Regions from separate parts of the Muntiacus reevesi genome. Here region 1 is linked to region 2. A link is a contact called in public Hi-C data. All regions are on one chromosome and are shown on one strand. Each heading gives the region's core, a stretch centred on a gene start, on an enhancer-like site or on the middle of the called end of the contact. The rest is flanking DNA. Distances are from core to core; before and after follow the strand shown.

Region 1 (2,700 bases), core at 131-2,630, 180 kb before region 2:
GAAAAACCCATGGACGGAGGAGCCTGGTAGGCTGCAGTCCATGGGGTCGCTAAGAGTCGGACACGATTGCGCGACTTCACTTTCCCTTTTCACTTTCATGCATTGGAGAAGGAAATGGCAACCCACTCCAGTGTTCTTGCCTGGAGAATCCCAGGGACGGGGTGGGGGGCTGGTGGGCTGCCGTCTATGGGGTCGCACAGAGTCGGACACGACTGAAGCGACTTAGCAGCAGTAGCAGCAGCAACAGCACAGAATCCTTCCGAAGAAATCACCTGTCTCATTTTCTTACATCGCTTTTTGGCCTCTCCAGACACCCCAATTTCCCGCTAACTCCTTCTCTTCCCTTATGGTGACAGGTCAGGCAGGTATTCCAGTGCAGCTGCTCTGATTGGTCGGCGATGATTTCATTGTTAGGGAACATCCGGGCCTTTCTCCTCCCCGCACCACCTCCCCCAGAGCCCTGCCTTCTGAGATTCCCTCTCCCGCGTGCGCCCCACCCGCTGGCTAAAGCAAAACAACCGCCTCTCCTTGGATCGCTTCTTCTGCGCCATCCTTCTCGTCTCTACGTTTAAGAGAGGCGTTTATATCTTCCAATGAGGGCCTAGTAGGACTTTGTTTGCCAATCAGCAGCGAACCCCCTGCAATTCCGGGTGGGACTAGGCCTCCACACCTATAATTGGACAGCCCATTGGCTCCTTTATGGCGTTGGGTTTTACGCAAGGCTTAGAGGTCAAAAATAAAGGGGCACGGTCCTCGCAGAACGAAAAGGCTCCACACAGACTCTCTGGGTTTGACCGTTTTGGAGGACTAGCCAATCGCTTTTCGAATACTTCCCCGCCTTTTGCGCGTTTATTTAAAAAAAGCCGGTGTGACGGACTTGGAAATTGTTTCGTGACAGACATGTAAAGAAAGCCAATGATTGAAAGTTCGGGCCACCACTTGGGCCAATAAGAAAAGTGAATCGCTAGGGTCTGGGCTCTGAGAGGCAGAGCGCAGGTGGGCGTTACTTGATTGACGACGGTCTCTACTTATGGCTGTTAGCGTGGGTTGGTCCTGACGTCTGGGAGGCATAGCAGAGGCGGGGCTGAATGAAGTAAAGGGTAATGAAGGGTTGGGTCTCACTCAGTGGGCGGTGTTTGATGGATAGCTGACCTTGCCAATTGAAGATGGTCACTTGTGTCCAATGGGAAATTAAGAACCCAGGGGCGGGGCCTTGTGGGCGGGGAAAACTAAGGACGGAGGTACTGGGGCTGCCGGACTGGGAGGGCGGTGATTGACGGGCCGGCCAGCCAACCGGCTTCAGTGAGAGGCCGCGCGGCGTCCCAATGGGTGGGAACGGGGGCGGGGCTCTTCGAGGGGCGGGGAAGGACAGGGTGCGGGGAGGGGGTTGCAGAAGGAGCGGAGCGGCTGCTGCTCAATGGCGGAAAAGCCGCCGGTGCTCTGACCGCCTCGTCCCCCTAGCAGTTGCGGGGGAGTTTCCTGCCGGCGCGGCTGGAGTCTCTGTTTCTCAGGGTTTGGTGGCTGGAAGATGCTCCAGAGAGACGAGGCTGCGGCGGAGGAGGTGGCGGCGGCCGAATCGGCAGCGGCGCTAGGGTGGAGAGAAGGCGGCAGCGGCGGCGGCGGCGGCGTGCGGGGCCCGAGGGTGTAAACAGCCCCGGAGGCGGCGGAGGCGGTGGCCGAGACCCCGAGCGGGAAGCGGCGGCTGAGGCAGGGTTGCGCCTCCGTTGGAAGCCTGGGCTGAGTGCAGCAGGGGGGCTCTGCGGCGGTCGCGAGCGGACGCCCTAGACCTCGCCTCTCTCCCTCGCCCCAGGTAAGGCCGCTGAGCGACCCGCCGAAGGGGAAAGGGCTCGCGGACACCTCGGAGGCCCCGGACCGTTTTCGGGGTGCCGCCGAGCCTCGGCTGGGATCTCTGCCCACCTAATTTTCGTCTCTTTCCTTGGGCCGCGGAGCCCGGGGGAGCGGTACGCCGGGCCTGGCTCCTGGCTAGGCCCCTTCCCCAGCCGCCGCCTCCGCGCTCGTCCGAGGCTGGGAGAGGCTCGGGGCCGGGAATTTTAGTTTGCTTCAACGTCTGAAAGTAAACTGCTTGTTCCTGTTCTCTGCGAGCATCTCTATCATCTGAAAGCAGTGAGGCTACTCCAGGCCTTAACTCGTTCCTTCCTGGTGCATGCCTATATGAAAACACTACCTTTTCCCATTTGTTTCCTCATTAGCTTCTGCCCTTTGCGCTCCACTTCACTTCCTTGTTAAATCTTCTTTCTCGCTCTTCTGTCTTCTGCGTCTCACCACCTCCTTTCCTTAGTGACTTTAAGTCGTTTCTCTTTCTCTTCTCAGCCGACTCCGGGCTTCCTTCCCTGCTTTGCCCAGCAGTCCTTTTCTGATGTCTATCTTTTTACCAGTGAAGCTACCTACTATCGTCAGTATTCCATATCTACCAGAGGCCCATTAATAATAGACTCAACAGTTTTAAGCGGCAGATCAGTTTTTTAATTAACCGAGCCTAACATCCTTTTTAAAAATTGTGTTTTTAAATACACAGTGTGGAAATAGCCCTGAGGTTCTTTTAAAAATGAAGAGCTCAGTGAGTTTTGGAAGTAGTATTTCATTTTTCAAGTTGCATGACCTCCAATGTCAGATAGCTCTAGAACATTTGCCCATTTTAAGCGTTTAATAGCGTTTAATAGCGACTCACATTCATCAGTA
Region 2 (2,700 bases), core at 10-2,509:
ACAGGTGAGCGAACTGTGGCTTAGGGAAGTTTAAGCAACTACCCCAGGTCACCTTGACAGAAAGTGATAGAGGAATGTCTATCTGCAAATAAAAACAACTGGACTTTGATGTTAAAAAGGGAATTAGCTCTTTAGTTGCAAAAAACACTTCAGGATGCACACAAGAAATGTGATGCCATCCGTCTTCTGTTGGAAAGCCCTTTCTTTTTAACCTATATAGCAAGGTAAGTAAAGCTAGTGAGTAGTGAAGTCAGAGAAACCTGGGTTCAGGTCTTCACTCCTGCACTTACCACCTGTGCTTAGTTTAGTCATGTGCAAAACAGAGATAATGACCCCACTAACTATGGAGTAGTTCTAAGAATGAAACAATAATTTATGTTTAACTCTTAATAAAGTGCCTGGAACACAGTAACCACTCGGTAACCGTTGGCTACTATTTTTGGGATAGGAAATATCTAGATATGTTGCACACTGTTGAATGTCATCATGAAAGTCTTCCACAAAATGTTTCTGGGTAGCAAAGGGAAAATACTGCGTCAGCTTTACCACAGCTCGGATCCGCTACGAAGCAGCAAAATAAAGGAGAGTTGAAATAGGGAATGAAAAAAAAAAAAAAGAAAGAAATAGGGAATGAGCAGCCGATACCAGCAAAACCAAATAAATTAAATAAAGTGTGAGAAAATAAAAGGCTCCAAATTACTACATCCTTGCCGGCAGCCTCCATCCACCCATCTTCCACCCGCAGGGAGAAGACAGCAGGTTAACGATGGGGGTAGGGCAGACACACGGGTGTTCCTGGGAGAACCTATTCGTTTTCCCTGTGCATCCGAGGCAGAGAGTGGTATCATGTGTCACTCAGTTAAGTGACATCAGTCAAAAAGCTAGGACTAAAGGACTGAGGGATGGCTGGATGGGGAGAGGAAGGGGTGAAGGGACGAGACCCCCGGCCTACGCCCCCCAATACGTACGCAAATTGAAAGTCAGCCTGGCTCTAGATACCGAAACGAGTAAAGGCACGCCCAGAGGACCCGAAGCTCTCAGGAAGGAGTGCAGCTGTCACCTCGATCGCGTCCTGCCGAAGTCTGCGTTCTGCAGCTAGCAGAACCACTGCCTACCCAGTGTCGCCGAGAGCTAGTTTGCAGCACGTGTTCTACGTAACCCCCAACTAGCACGAGCTCTAAGCAGATTCCACCATCTTTATTGTGGTCAGGAATGGATTTTTTTTTCTCCTTCTGAGATCATTATTGCTCAAAATACAAATCTTTTGCATCTTTGTTAGTCTTCAGAACTCGAGATGAAACAGGAGAGAGGAGAACAAAACAGGGCAGGGTGGCGCTAGATTTGCCACAGTTCTCGCACCCGCTGGTCTGCCCTCACTCAAGATGGCCACCAGCAAAATGGTGCAGTGGCGACAGTCGCGCTGCCCCGGTTGCTAAGGGGACGCGACTACCGGAAATGCGGCATTCGGGGAGGGCTCGGGAGCTAGGGCAGCGGGAGGGAGGCCTGGCATCACAGGTCCTGACTGGGAAGAAGCAGTCAGGTCCTGGCAGGGGAGAGCTGTGGCGGCGGGATCTCGGGTATAACAGCCTCTAGCGGGATGGAATCTCAAGTCTCTGACGCCGCCGCCGGCCAAGCAGAGCAGACGGCAGGCGAGGGCCAGACAGACAGCGGCCCCGCTCCGGGACCCGCAGCCTCGGCGCCCTTGGGTGCCGCCCGGTGGAAGCTCCTGCGGCAGGTAAGGGAGAGCCCTCTTAATTCACTGTTGCCTCTGGCCACTCCCCTCGCAAGCAATCGGTAGCTCCTCTACCCTTGGAAGCTCGGGGAGTTCCCTCACAATTTTACCCGGAGCCGCCTGAGGAGCGCCCCCTTGGTTCACCTACGGGTCCCACCAAAAAGGGAGGCATCAGGTGACATCGGTAGAGAGGGGGCAGCCAAAGCTGAGTCCTGGGAAACTTCCGATAGAAGTAGAAGATTCCTTCCTAGACATTAGTCTGCATCTGGGGGACTTTTCTTCTTGCCCGCCAGTAGGGTTGGTGAAACCGCCGCTCCGCAGCCCACACTGCTCTTTTCTGCTTCTGTTTTACTTTCTTCCCCTGGTTTCTTCTCCTTGCTTCTTAACTCCTAGCCTGTTTCTAGCCCCAAATCTGGCCCCTCTCTTGGTGATCAGCGTGGTTGACTGTGTAGGGACTGTGACGTTGCACGTGTTGCTTGGGTCTCTTCCGTGGAGCTGAGAGCCGAGGGAGTTGTAAAAGCTGCCCCCGCCCACCCCTTCTCTTTCACGCGATAGTTACTTGTTTATCTTGTAGTTTGAAGTGATCAGTGGAATCCTTGGCGTCTCTGGTGCTGTTTACTGGCGGTTATCTTTTAGCACTTCGAAGATGCCGCTGTTGCTGGTAACTTCAGTGGTGTGCCAGTTTGAACATTTTCTTATTTGACATCACTGACACTCTTTGCCAAAGTGCTTGAAGTGAACTCTGTTGTTGCTATCTCAATGTTATACTTCTGCCTGGGGTTTCCTGCTGAAACCTTTATTCAGTAGGACACTTTGCATTTCTGATTTGTGTTTTGAGAAGAGTTTCTCAGCTACTTACACTTTATTTGAGATTGTGTGTTTAGTATTTTGGAGATTACTTTGTTTGTGGTTGTCTGGAGTCATCTTTTCATACTGTGGCCTTCCACTGCTGTCATGAACACTCAAAG

The links. Hi-C and Micro-C count contacts between places; a contact is called where the count stands out from the background.
Region 1: a Hi-C map of blood shows a contact between it and region 2, with 2.6 times the contacts expected there. The contact joins the promoter of PPM1B here to the promoter of PREPL in region 2. A contact is called at or near these places in 2 of 3 Hi-C or Micro-C datasets (blood and muscle).

What each region holds. Positions count from the first base shown.
Region 1 is chr3:76,264,725-76,267,424 of mMunRee1.1, reverse strand. It overlaps PPM1B (protein phosphatase, Mg2+/Mn2+ dependent 1B), which reads left to right and starts at 1,380. Exons shown (of 7, transcript XM_065929358.1): 1 at 1,380-1,810.
Region 2 is chr3:76,084,705-76,087,404 of mMunRee1.1, reverse strand. It overlaps PREPL (prolyl endopeptidase like), which reads right to left and starts at 1,259. Exons shown (of 15, transcript XM_065929351.1): 1 at 969-1,259. It overlaps CAMKMT (calmodulin-lysine N-methyltransferase), which reads left to right and starts at 1,498. Exons shown (of 10, transcript XM_065927376.1): 1 at 1,498-1,735. The coding sequence starts at 1,598.